Linked DNA regions of Sus scrofa: all the other regions are linked to region 1. A link is a contact called in public HiChIP or PLAC-seq data. All regions are on one chromosome and are shown on one strand. Each heading gives the region's core, a stretch centred on a gene start, on an enhancer-like site or on the middle of the called end of the contact. The rest is flanking DNA. Distances are from core to core; before and after follow the strand shown.

Evidence for each region. HiChIP or PLAC-seq counts read pairs in DNA pulled down with a chosen protein or histone mark.
Region 2: an H3K27ac HiChIP or PLAC-seq map of alveolar macrophages shows a contact between it and region 1. The contact joins two enhancer-like sites. A contact is called at or near these places in 5 of 47 Hi-C or Micro-C datasets (alveolar macrophages, embryonic fibroblasts, epiblast stem cells and 2 more) and 1 of 2 datasets of contacts at active chromatin or transcription factors (alveolar macrophages).
Region 3: an H3K27ac HiChIP or PLAC-seq map of alveolar macrophages shows a contact between it and region 1. The contact joins two enhancer-like sites. A contact is called at or near these places in 1 of 47 Hi-C or Micro-C datasets (epiblast stem cells) and 2 of 2 datasets of contacts at active chromatin or transcription factors (alveolar macrophages and skeletal muscle).

The regions. Positions count from the first base shown.
Region 1 is chr1:223,792,379-223,795,842 of Sscrofa11.1, reverse strand. The region is part of intron 2 of LOC110255683 (a long non-coding RNA gene); the gene reads left to right. Among named protein-coding and RNA genes, the nearest start is that of KLF9, 46 kb to the right of the region's middle. Within about 2 kb of position 1,527, at least 45 of the 83 cell types and tissues checked have an H3K27ac peak or open chromatin away from gene starts, as enhancers often do. A contact at or near this core is called in alveolar macrophages, where this site is marked.
Region 2 is chr1:223,699,981-223,703,444 of Sscrofa11.1, reverse strand. No RefSeq gene overlaps it. Among named protein-coding and RNA genes, the nearest start is that of KLF9, 46 kb to the left of the region's middle. Within about 2 kb of position 1,629, at least 13 of the 83 cell types and tissues checked have an H3K27ac peak or open chromatin away from gene starts, as enhancers often do. A contact at or near this core is called in alveolar macrophages, where this site is marked.
Region 3 is chr1:223,724,252-223,727,715 of Sscrofa11.1, reverse strand. All of the region lies in intron 2 of KLF9 (Kruppel like factor 9), which reads left to right. Among named protein-coding and RNA genes, the nearest start is that of KLF9, 22 kb to the left of the region's middle. Within about 2 kb of position 1,600, at least 5 of the 83 cell types and tissues checked have an H3K27ac peak or open chromatin away from gene starts, as enhancers often do. A contact at or near this core is called in alveolar macrophages, where this site is marked.

The DNA.
Region 1 (3,464 bases), core at 278-2,777:
AAAAACCATCCAATAACTTAAACATAGCAAATATTCTATGGGCGTCTATAGAATGAATGAACTAATTAACCAATATTCTGATAGCATGCTGACTTTAAAAATAAAAATGGTCACAGGGGACAAGGAACATCCAGGAACTAGAAGCATCTCAGAAGTAAAGACACTCTTGCAGGAATCTCCCACTTTCCGGCAGTGAACAAGATCTACAAGACTTGGAGTTCCCGCTGTGGCTCAGCAGAAACGAATCTGACTAGTATCCATGAGGATGCGGGTTCGATCCCTGGCCTTGCTCAGTGGGTCATCAGTCTGGCATTGCTGTGTTGTAGGTCACAGACACAGCTTGGATCTGGCTTTGCAGTGGCTGTGGTATAGGCCGGCAGCTACAGCTCCTATTTGACCCCTAGCCTGGGAACCTCCATATGCCTCAGGTGCGGTCCTAAAAAGACAAAAGACAAAAAAAGAAAAAAAGAATCCACTGCTATTAAAAGTAATAATAAGTTGATGGAGTTCCCACTGTGGCTCAGCAGAAATGAACCCAACTAGTACCCATGAGGTCACAGGTTTGATCCCTCGCCCCCAGCTCAGTTGGGTTAAGGATCCAGCATTGCCGTGAGTTGCAGCGTAGGTTGCAGACGCAACTCGGATGGATCTGGTGTTGCTGTGGCTGTGGTGTAGGCCAGCAGCTGTAACTCCAATTTGACCCCTTGCCTGGGAACTTCCATATGCCTTGGGTAGGACCCTAAAAAGAGAAAAAAAGAAAGTAGTAATAGGTTGAAATCTACTGTTGCCTATCTGATAGAGGTCTTACCCTCAGATCCTCCAAGCATACCCTAAACTATTTATCAGTGTGCCTCTAAATTGGAGACTCAGCCCTAAAACTAGGCAAAGATTGTCTTCAAAGAGAAATTTCAGATCATCTTACCAAGCATTGGTTACACCTCTTGAGTTGGTAATTTACGTGGAGGCAAAGGACCCAAAACCCTTACTATCTATTCTCTCAGGCCATATAGTAAATTGGGGAACCCCTGTAACATCTCTTGAGAGCCTGAACACCTGAAAGAAGTCACAGGCCCTGGAGGCCTTCCTTTTCCTTATAGGAAAGTATCTTTTGTTGTCATAGTCCCTTGAATGCCTACGAGGGAACAAGAAAGGAAGAAAGAAAGAAATCTAGGAGAGATGGTGACAGACTTGTTCATTTCCAAAGTGCAAGCCTGAGTGCTGACTCAGAGAAAGGACATCACAGGCTTTTTGTTCTTCCAAGAACTGTAATGCTTGGGATTTTTAATTTCAAGATGTGAAAAGCAAATGATCAGGGCCCAAATCAGAGAGAACACAACGATTTCAACAATTTGGGGGTTATCTTCCCTGTTTTTCCCCCTCCGTGTCTGTATGGTTCCTCAAACAAAGTGGGTTGGAAAAGTTCAAGCTCAGTTCACAGAAGAGAACATTCTGTACTCTGCACAACAGGCTGGGCTGCTCTCTGTAAAACAAAATCAACAGCATGATCTCAGCCACTGCGGCGGCAGGCACCGCTCCGCCAGCCCACGGCCCCAGCGTTTGAATAGACCGGCTGTCAAAGGCGCCCTGTGGACAGGACACGTGGAAGGTGCAGCCCCACGCGCATGCGCCCCCACCCCCCACCCGCTGGAGACACAGGCCACAGAAATGACTTTCTGTCCAATTGTTACTTCTCTTTCCCAGAGGGTCAAGGAAGTTGTTTGGATATTTCTCCTTGGGGAGTAATTACAGCTGAAATATTTCCAAGGAAACAGCCCCCTGTGTGTGCACTTCTACTCTGGCATTCATTGGAGCTTTTCAATCTGTTTGGATATTACTGTAATCAAATGACAGCATTAACACTAAATAACGCTGCTGCTTCCCTACTGGGGGCAGGGAGACAGGAAAGGAAAGAGGCATGCCCCCTCCCCCACCTCCTCAGTTTTTCAGTTTTATTCTGGCTCCCTGGCCGCCTTCTTTTGTCTAGAATTTAGAATGTAATTCAGTAAATATTTAGTGAGTACATATTTGGTGCCAGGAACTGTCCATAGAATAATACCTGTAGCAAGGTTTTCCTAGGGAGTGAAAACCTGGCCTTGAAGCCAGTCAGTGGAGGAAGAAAAGCGGAGCTGTGTGTGGGCATCACCAGTGGAAAGTGGGAGGGAGAGGCGAGGGGGTTCTCCAGGAGGGTTGAGGGACTAAGGTACTGGACCGCCCTGCCCGTGGATGGGAGTTCCTAAGTGTGGCAACACAGATATCTGGAATGGGGCTACTCACCCAGCATTCCTTCTATGCTGAATTCAAGCCTGTTTGCTAGAGGAAGAAACAAGAATGCATAGCTGCCCTGCATCAGGGGAATGGAATTGCCATCCTCTGCCTCCTTTAAAGTCACCCTTTCTTACAGGGGCTGCAAGACAGGACTCCGAGACCAGGGCAGGGTGAGGGGCGGCGTGGAGAAATGGCATGTGGAAAAGCAGGGGCTTCTGTGCTTGTGAAGGGCTTGGAACCCTGGCTTACTGTCTGTATGGGCTCAGGTGAGATTCTCAGACTTGGAGCCCAAGAGTCTTCTCAGCTGTGCCCTCCCTCAGCTATTAACTGGGGAGAGAAATCCCTGTTTTGTAGAACTCTTGACTTTGTGGAATGTAAGGAAATAATATATGCCTTTTCTTGGCAGAGAGTAGACATTTAATAAATAGTAACCATTGTTATAGTTAATGTAAGTACTGTTCAGAGAAAGCTGTTAACTGAAGTAGGTTAAGAACTTCTACCAGTATGTCCTCTGAAAAGTGTTCTTGCCCATGTCGTTTACAATTCATTGATTTACTGGATGTCTGCTGAGCACCTGCCCCCAGAACTGTGCTCTGTGTGAGGCACTGTGACAGACACTGGGCCAACAAAAGACCCCTCCTCAAGCAGCTTCCCGCACCTGTCCAGGGAGGGAGTTTTTACAGGACAATGGCAGCCAGGGGCTCTATGGATGCTTGCTAAAAGCTGACCTTCCTTTGTGCTCAGGTTCATTTCTTCTGGGTCCCAAACCACCTCCATGGCTGTCACAGCCATCCCACAGAGGAAGAAGCTGCTAGGGAGAGGGATGGGTCAGGAACAGCCCTGATGTAAGACATTTCTCTTCCAGAATGTAAACACCCTTTCTCACTTCAGAACCAGAGCTCATGCCAAGACTGAAAAACAAGTTACACAAGCACCTTTGGGGTTGTTGGGCATGCCACATCACAGCTGCTGCTACATGGGGAGGTGGGGGAGGGAGGTGGCCTCAAGGACCCAGATAGGGACACTGCATTAAACCTGTAAACACATGACTGGGTCAGGAGTTCAACAAAACACAAGCCCTCAGTCACCGCACCAAGCTCCAGCCTAGGGAAGGAGTCAGTCATTGAAGATCACTTCACAGACTTCCCTATTGTCATCACTGATATGATCTCAGGGTTAAGTAGAAGAATCATCTGCCA
Region 2 (3,464 bases), core at 380-2,879, 92 kb after region 1:
GATTGGATATAGTTCCCTGTGCTACAAAGCAGCACCTCATTGCTTCTCCATTCCAAATGCAATAGTTTCCATCTACTAACCCCCAAATCCCAGTCCATCCCACTCCCTCCCTCTCCCCCTTGGCAACTACAGGTCTGCTCTCCACGTTGGTGAGTCTGTTTCTGTTTTGTAGACAAGTTCACCTATGCCACATTTTAGATTCTACATATAAGTGAAATCATATGGTATTTGTCTTTCTCTTTCTGACTTACTTCACATAGTAATGAGAATCTCTGGTTGCAAGCATGTTGCTACAAATGGCATTATTTTGTTCTTTTTATGGCTGAGTAGTCTTCCATTGTGTATATGTACCACATCTTCTTAATCCATTCATCTATTGATGGACATTTAGGTTGTTTCCCTGTCTTGGCTATTGTGAATAGTGCTGCAGCGACCATAGGGATGCATATATCTTTTTGAAAGAAACTTTTGTCCAGCTATATGCCCAGGGGTGGGATTGCTAGATCATATGGTAGTTCTATATTTAGTTTTCAGGAATATAATACTGTTTTCTATAGTGGTTTTACCAATTTGCATTCCCACCAGTAGTGTAGGAAGGTTCCACAATCCCATATTTTAACAGTTTTTAATATTCCATACATCTCACAGGTTGCTTCAGTGTTCTTGATGTAAATTCCTCAACATTTAGTTTCTGAAGAGCCACAATGTTTGGAACTGAGCAGCACAAACAATGTGATGAGAGTTATCACCAGATGACAAGTAATTTTGTACCACAATTCCAGAATATGCTGAAGAACAGTCAAAAAGCAAAGTCCAAGCAAGAGAACAAGCTTTTGTGTCCTGTCCTCTGGTTCATCTGCTTTAGGTGATGCTCTCTGAGACATATCCCAGCCCTCTTTCGCCTATGTTTTCCTTAGACCCCAATCCAACAGAGAACTGCACTTCATGGTAACACACCTCTCTGTAAAGATGTTTCTTCCATTTGGAAGCTACAGCTGAGGCAGGAGGGCAGATAATGAACAGTCTTTCCACCTGATCTCTATGGGTTCCAAAGACATCCTATTTATTTTTGCAAAATGAATCCAGGTTTTATATAAAGTAGTTTTATATTTCCACATTAGAATATAAAAGAAGGAATAGACCTAATACCCTTGTAAGACCCAAAGGAAATCAATTCACTAAGCTGAACATTCTACTCTTCTTGTTTATATACTCAGTAATGATTTTTAAGACTAGACTTTGGCTATAAATTCTGTCCATTTTAATAATATGATAGTTATTTTACCAGCAAAAGCAGGTTTATTCCAGGAGAGCCAGAGGAATTGTAATTTAGAATATATGAGGCATGGGGGACCGTAAGTGAATCCGGAAGCAAGGAAGGGGAACTTGCTTTTTATAGGAAAAAGAGGAGGGGTGGAAGGGGCTCTAGTAAATAAAAAATCCCTTGGAGGAAGCTGAGAGTCCAAAGTCTGAAGGCTTCTCATTGATTAGGCTGCTACAGTTTCTGATTGGCTGGACTGTCATGGGGCAGCGTTCTCTTCTTCCTGCCTAATAGTAATGTAGGCAACACTTTCACTTTCCTGTCCCAGATGTATGCATAGGTTACTTACTGTCTGGAGTAAGTGATAATGCGTAGAGCCCATGAGAGCTCCCCCTACAGGCTTGTCCCAACTCCAAGTTTAGCTGAGACTGCTTTAATTCCACGCTTAATAACAAGTATGGGTTATAATCATCAGTAAAGAAATTCTTCTCCTCCCTCTGTAATGATGATAAATAGATCATTTTTAATTTTAAATGAGAGGATGTCTTCTAGATGGCTTTTAGACATTGATTTTTGCTTATTCTATATCAAAACCCTCTTATGGAGACCCCCCAGGAACTGGTATCAACAATAGATAAGGCATGGAGTTCCCATTGTGACTCAGCAGAAGCAAATCTGAATAGTATCCATGAGGACGCAGTTTTGATCCCTGGCCCTGCTCAGCGTGTTAAGATCTGGCGTTGCTATGAGTTGTGGTATAGGTTGCAGACCCTACTCAAATCTGGTGTGGCTGTGGCTCTGATTGGACTCCCAGCCTGGGAACTTCCATACAGCGCTCCTACAGCCCTAAAAAACAAACAAAAAAAAAAACCCACAAAACAAACAGAAAAAAACAATAGATAAGGCAAAAAAAAAAAAAAAAAAAAAACCCAACAAACAGGTAAGCAAAACTTTGCAAGAAATAGCCTTCATGGTATGATTTGCTCTGGAATGAGAATCTCTTTATTAATTATCAAAGTCTCTTTTTCTCTGTTAATAGGGATGGTCAGGTTGATTTTTTTTTTAAGTTCTCAATATCTTATCAAATCAATGGTTTTAATGTTTTTAACAGCTTTGGTGAGATATGACTGACATACAAGAAACTGCATATATTTAAAGTGCACAGTTTATTTTGACATGTGTATACCCCTCATGAAAACAATCACAATCAAGGTAATGAACTTATCTACCAGCAGCCTCAAAATTTTCTCGTGCCCCTTTATAATTGCTCCATCTCATTCCTTTCTACTCACCTCTGCCACCTACCCAGGCAACCACTGATTGTTTTCTGACGCTATAAATTGGTTTATATTTTTAAGAATTTTGTATAAATAAAAGAATATAGTTCTATTTATTTTGGGGAGGGGGGGTCTGTCTCCCTTGCTCAGTATAATTATTTTGATCTCTATCCATATAATATTCCATTGCATGGATATACCATACCTTGTTTATCCATTCATCTATTGATGGGTACTTGGATATTACAAAGAAAGCTTCTATAAACATTTATGTAAAAATCTCTCTATGGACATAGGCTTTCAATTCTCTCGAAATACCGAGGAATAGAATAGTTGTATTTTATGGCACATGTATATTTAACTGCTTAAGAAACTGGCAAATTGTTTTCCAAAGTGGTTATATCATTCTACTTTCCCACCAGACTTGTAGGAGAGTCTCAGTTCCTCCATGTCTTTGTCACTAGTTGGTACTGAATATCTTTTTAACTTCAACCAATTCAGTGAGTGTGTAGTTGTTGAATTATGGTTTTATTTTTTGTCTTTTTGCCATTTCTTGGGCCACTCCTGTGGCATATGGAGTTCCCAGGCTAGGGGTCAAATCGGAGCTGTAGCTGCCAGCCTACGCCAGAGCCACAGCAACGCGGGATCCGAGCCACATCTGCAAGCTATGCCACATCTCACGGCAATGCCAGATCCTTAACCCACTGAGAAAGGCCAGCAATCAGACCCACAACCTCATGGTTCCTAGTTGGATTCGTTAACCACTGAGCCACGACAAGAACTCCTGAATTATGGTTTTAATTTACACTTCCCTAATGACAAATGCTGTTGAGTACTTTATAATGTGCTTTTTTATTTGCATATCTTCTTCAGTGGTTTTTCTGTTGTAACTTTTGCCCATTTAAAACTTTAGGGTATGTTCTCTC
Region 3 (3,464 bases), core at 351-2,850, 68 kb after region 1:
CTTATACTAGCATCTCACTTCCAAGTAGATCTATTTTTAAATGCTTGGAAAATGTAAGCTTGAATTATACACATTGTATGACTCTAACAAAGGGTACAGTTGGCTCTCATTTGCTCTAGGCTCTGTGGGTGGCCCTCTCCTCTTTGAAGCACTCAGGGGAAAAGGATGCTAGGTCAACGAAAGCACCTGGATTAGAAGCAGTAAGAACAGTTACATGACAATTCTGAGGGGCAGTGAAGAGAGTGTAGCCATAAGCTAGATTGAAAGTGAATTCATTGGGAATGGACCCTGATTATATTTGAAATACATGTAAATCTAAGCATAAGTACTTAATAGTTTTCCATCATACACAGCTGATTCAGGTTTCATGACAATTTTCTACTGACTGTCACTTCCAACTTCCTAAAACAGGAAGTGCCTTATTTCTTTTCCAATCTTAGCACACAGTAGAGTGGTCTTCTGACCCACTTTTCCCACAGTGGACATAGATTCATTCAGATAAATTAATCTTCCCTCATGACTCACTTGAAAGAAACATGCGCCAGTGAATAACTAAACCACATTACCACTCCTTCGAGAAAACCACCTCTGATGGCATTGAGAAAACACAGAGGTTTTCCTTTGCATCGCTTTCCTCCCCACCAAATTATCAAGCAGCGGAAAGAGGACTCTAATATAGAAGAAACAGAGAGGGGCTTTTGGTTTGTTTTGGTTGGGTTTTTTACACCTTATGCTGTGAATTCTGACCATTCCTCGTATTTTTTAACAGAATATGTTTAAAAGAACATTTCTTCCATCCATTCTTCATTAGGGTTAGAGAGGACTTTGCTGTAGTCTGATTCTGAAATTCCCAGTGATTCAGGAACTTGAGAGCAAGCTTTGGTCATATGAGTGATCCGAAGGATGAGCAAATGCAGTGCGTGCCCCCACACCCCCACCACACACAGTTGAGGCATTTACTAAATGCTTGGCAGCACAAGTAGCCAAAGTCAGTTGTGACCTTGTCCTTGCCCCAAGAAGCTCAGCCTTGTTGGATTATGACCACCTGCATTTCTCCTTTTGCTCAAATTTCTGCTTAATTGGGTAAAAATGCATTTTGATCCAACATAAATTGCAAAAGTACAGTTTTCAACTCCATGTCATTGGGTTTTTCAAAGGTTCTGTTTGAAGCTCTTTCTCTTCTCTCCTTTTGGCCCTACCAGAAACTCTTGAGCGTCCTCATGCGTCATCCACCTTGGGTAGGGCCCGGCATTCATCGGCTCGCTATTGCCTTTTGCTGCTGTGGCTTTCAGCTTAGAGCTCTGTGAGGAAATATTTATATCTAGACCTACCTATAGGGAATCCGCTTATACAGATTTGTTTTGCCCACTTCAGGTTTCCCATAGGAGCAAGCAGGTTATATATGGCACGGTGACCATTGCTCTGCTTAGAGAACAGCAACTAACACCTTAGTTATGTATAGATTGTCACGAAGGTGATAGAGGTATTTTGTTGTTGCTATTGTTGTTTTCAAATCTCCGGCCCAGGTTAGGAGAAGCTGGGAGGACAGAATCGTTTCTGGATGACTCACATGCACTACGCTGGACAGCTCCCAGCCCTTTGAGTCTCTCTCTGGTTCCGAAAGGTGGGAACAGGAGTGACAAAATATTCGCTCTTCCCACCTACCTAAAGAGTGTCTGGAGAGTTCTCCAGAAACAAGAGTCTGTGAAGCAGCTGCAATGGGCTGTGCTTGGACAGGTTTGAAGAGTAGGCAGGCAGGTTCTCAGAGCTAGGGGGCAGGGGGTGATACTCACAAGACAAGCAAGCAAGACACCCATCTTAGCAGCTCTTTCTGCTTGTGTGTATTCCCCACAAACATGGACACAGATCCTCCCCTGCCAATCCAGGGATCAAGAAGCCCCTAATGCTAGCCTGATGGTGTCTACAGGGCGGGGCTTAGCTGTGTTTAAAAGGGTCAAGGAGGAGTTCCCATCGTGGCGCAGTGGTTAACGAATCCAACTAGGAACCATGAAGTTGCGGGTTCGGTCCCTGCCCTTGCTCAGTGGGTTAACGATTCGGCAGTTGCCGTGAGCTGTGGTGTAGGTTGCAGACGCGGCTCGGATCCCGCGTTGCTGTGGCTCTGGTGTAGGCCAGTGGCTACAGCTCCGATTTGACCCCTAGCCTGGGAACCTCCATATGCCAAGGGAGCAGCCCAAAGAAATAGCAAAAAGACAGAAAAAAAATAAAAAGGGTCAAGGAGACAAAAGCATGAATCTGAGGCAAGCAGCCAGAATGGGGAGGGATGTGGAAACACTGAAAAGTGTTAAGCCTCTGTCTCCTCATCTGTAAAAATGGGTCACATCTGTGGAGTGTCCTCTAAAAATTCAGTGAGATAATCCATGTAAACCCCTTAACTCTGTGCCTGCACTTGTTATTTTAGAATAATGTTAGTTATTTTATGAGAAATACAGAAGAAAGTAGGACGGTTCATTGGGACAAGAGAAGCTTAGAGAAAGGCATGATAGCATTCTTCAGATAGTTAAGGAATCCTCACGTGGCAAAGGGAATACACTACTTTTTAGTGTTTATTTTTTAAGCTATTTTATTTTATTTATTTTGTGGCTGTACCACAGCATATGGAAGTTCCCGGGGCAGGAATTGAACCTGTGCCTCTCCAGCAACCCGAGCCACTGCAGTTGGATTCTTAACCCACTGTGCCATAGCAGGAACTCAAATTTTTAGTGTTTAGACAATATGATTTAAAATATGGCCTTTGCAGGGAGGCAGGTTTCACATCAGTAAGAGTGTGCTCAGAGATGCTCAGAAACAAGCAGGCTTCCTGGTCAGGTGTGGGGTTCTGCCACCAGACTTGTTCAGGCAGAGGCTGGGTGGCCAAGCACTCAGGAGCTTGAGAGGAAATGCCTGCCTCTGCTGGGAGGCTAGTTGGATGAGATGCCTCAGTTCTTGCCCATCTGTATGACGCCGGGAAATTTAGCAAAGGGCTAAGTATTTTGACTCCTTGGAGAGAATGTGTGAAACCACCAACCACATAGGAAAAAAACTGGAAAATTTAGCTTCCAAGTCTCTTGGGGATCCATTGGGTACAAAATAGCAAGCTCACATTCTTCACTTGGAGAAGATGATTCTCAGCCATCAGTGTTAGTTTATTTGGGGTGCCACAACAGAGTACCACACAGTAAAGTACCTGGGTGGCTTAAACAATGGAAATTTATCTTTCACAGTATTGGAGGCTGGAAGTCCAAGATTAAGATGTTGGCAAACAGAATTCCCATTGTGGCACAGCAGAAATGAATCTGACTAGTATCGACGAGGATGCGGGTTCGATCCCTGGCTTTGTTCAGTGGGTTGGGTATCTGGCGCTGCCGTGAGCTGTGCTTCAGGTCAAGATGCTGTGGCTGTGATATAGGCCAGCAGCTGTAGCTCCGATTTAGCCCTTAGCCTGGGAACTTGCACATGCTGCAGGT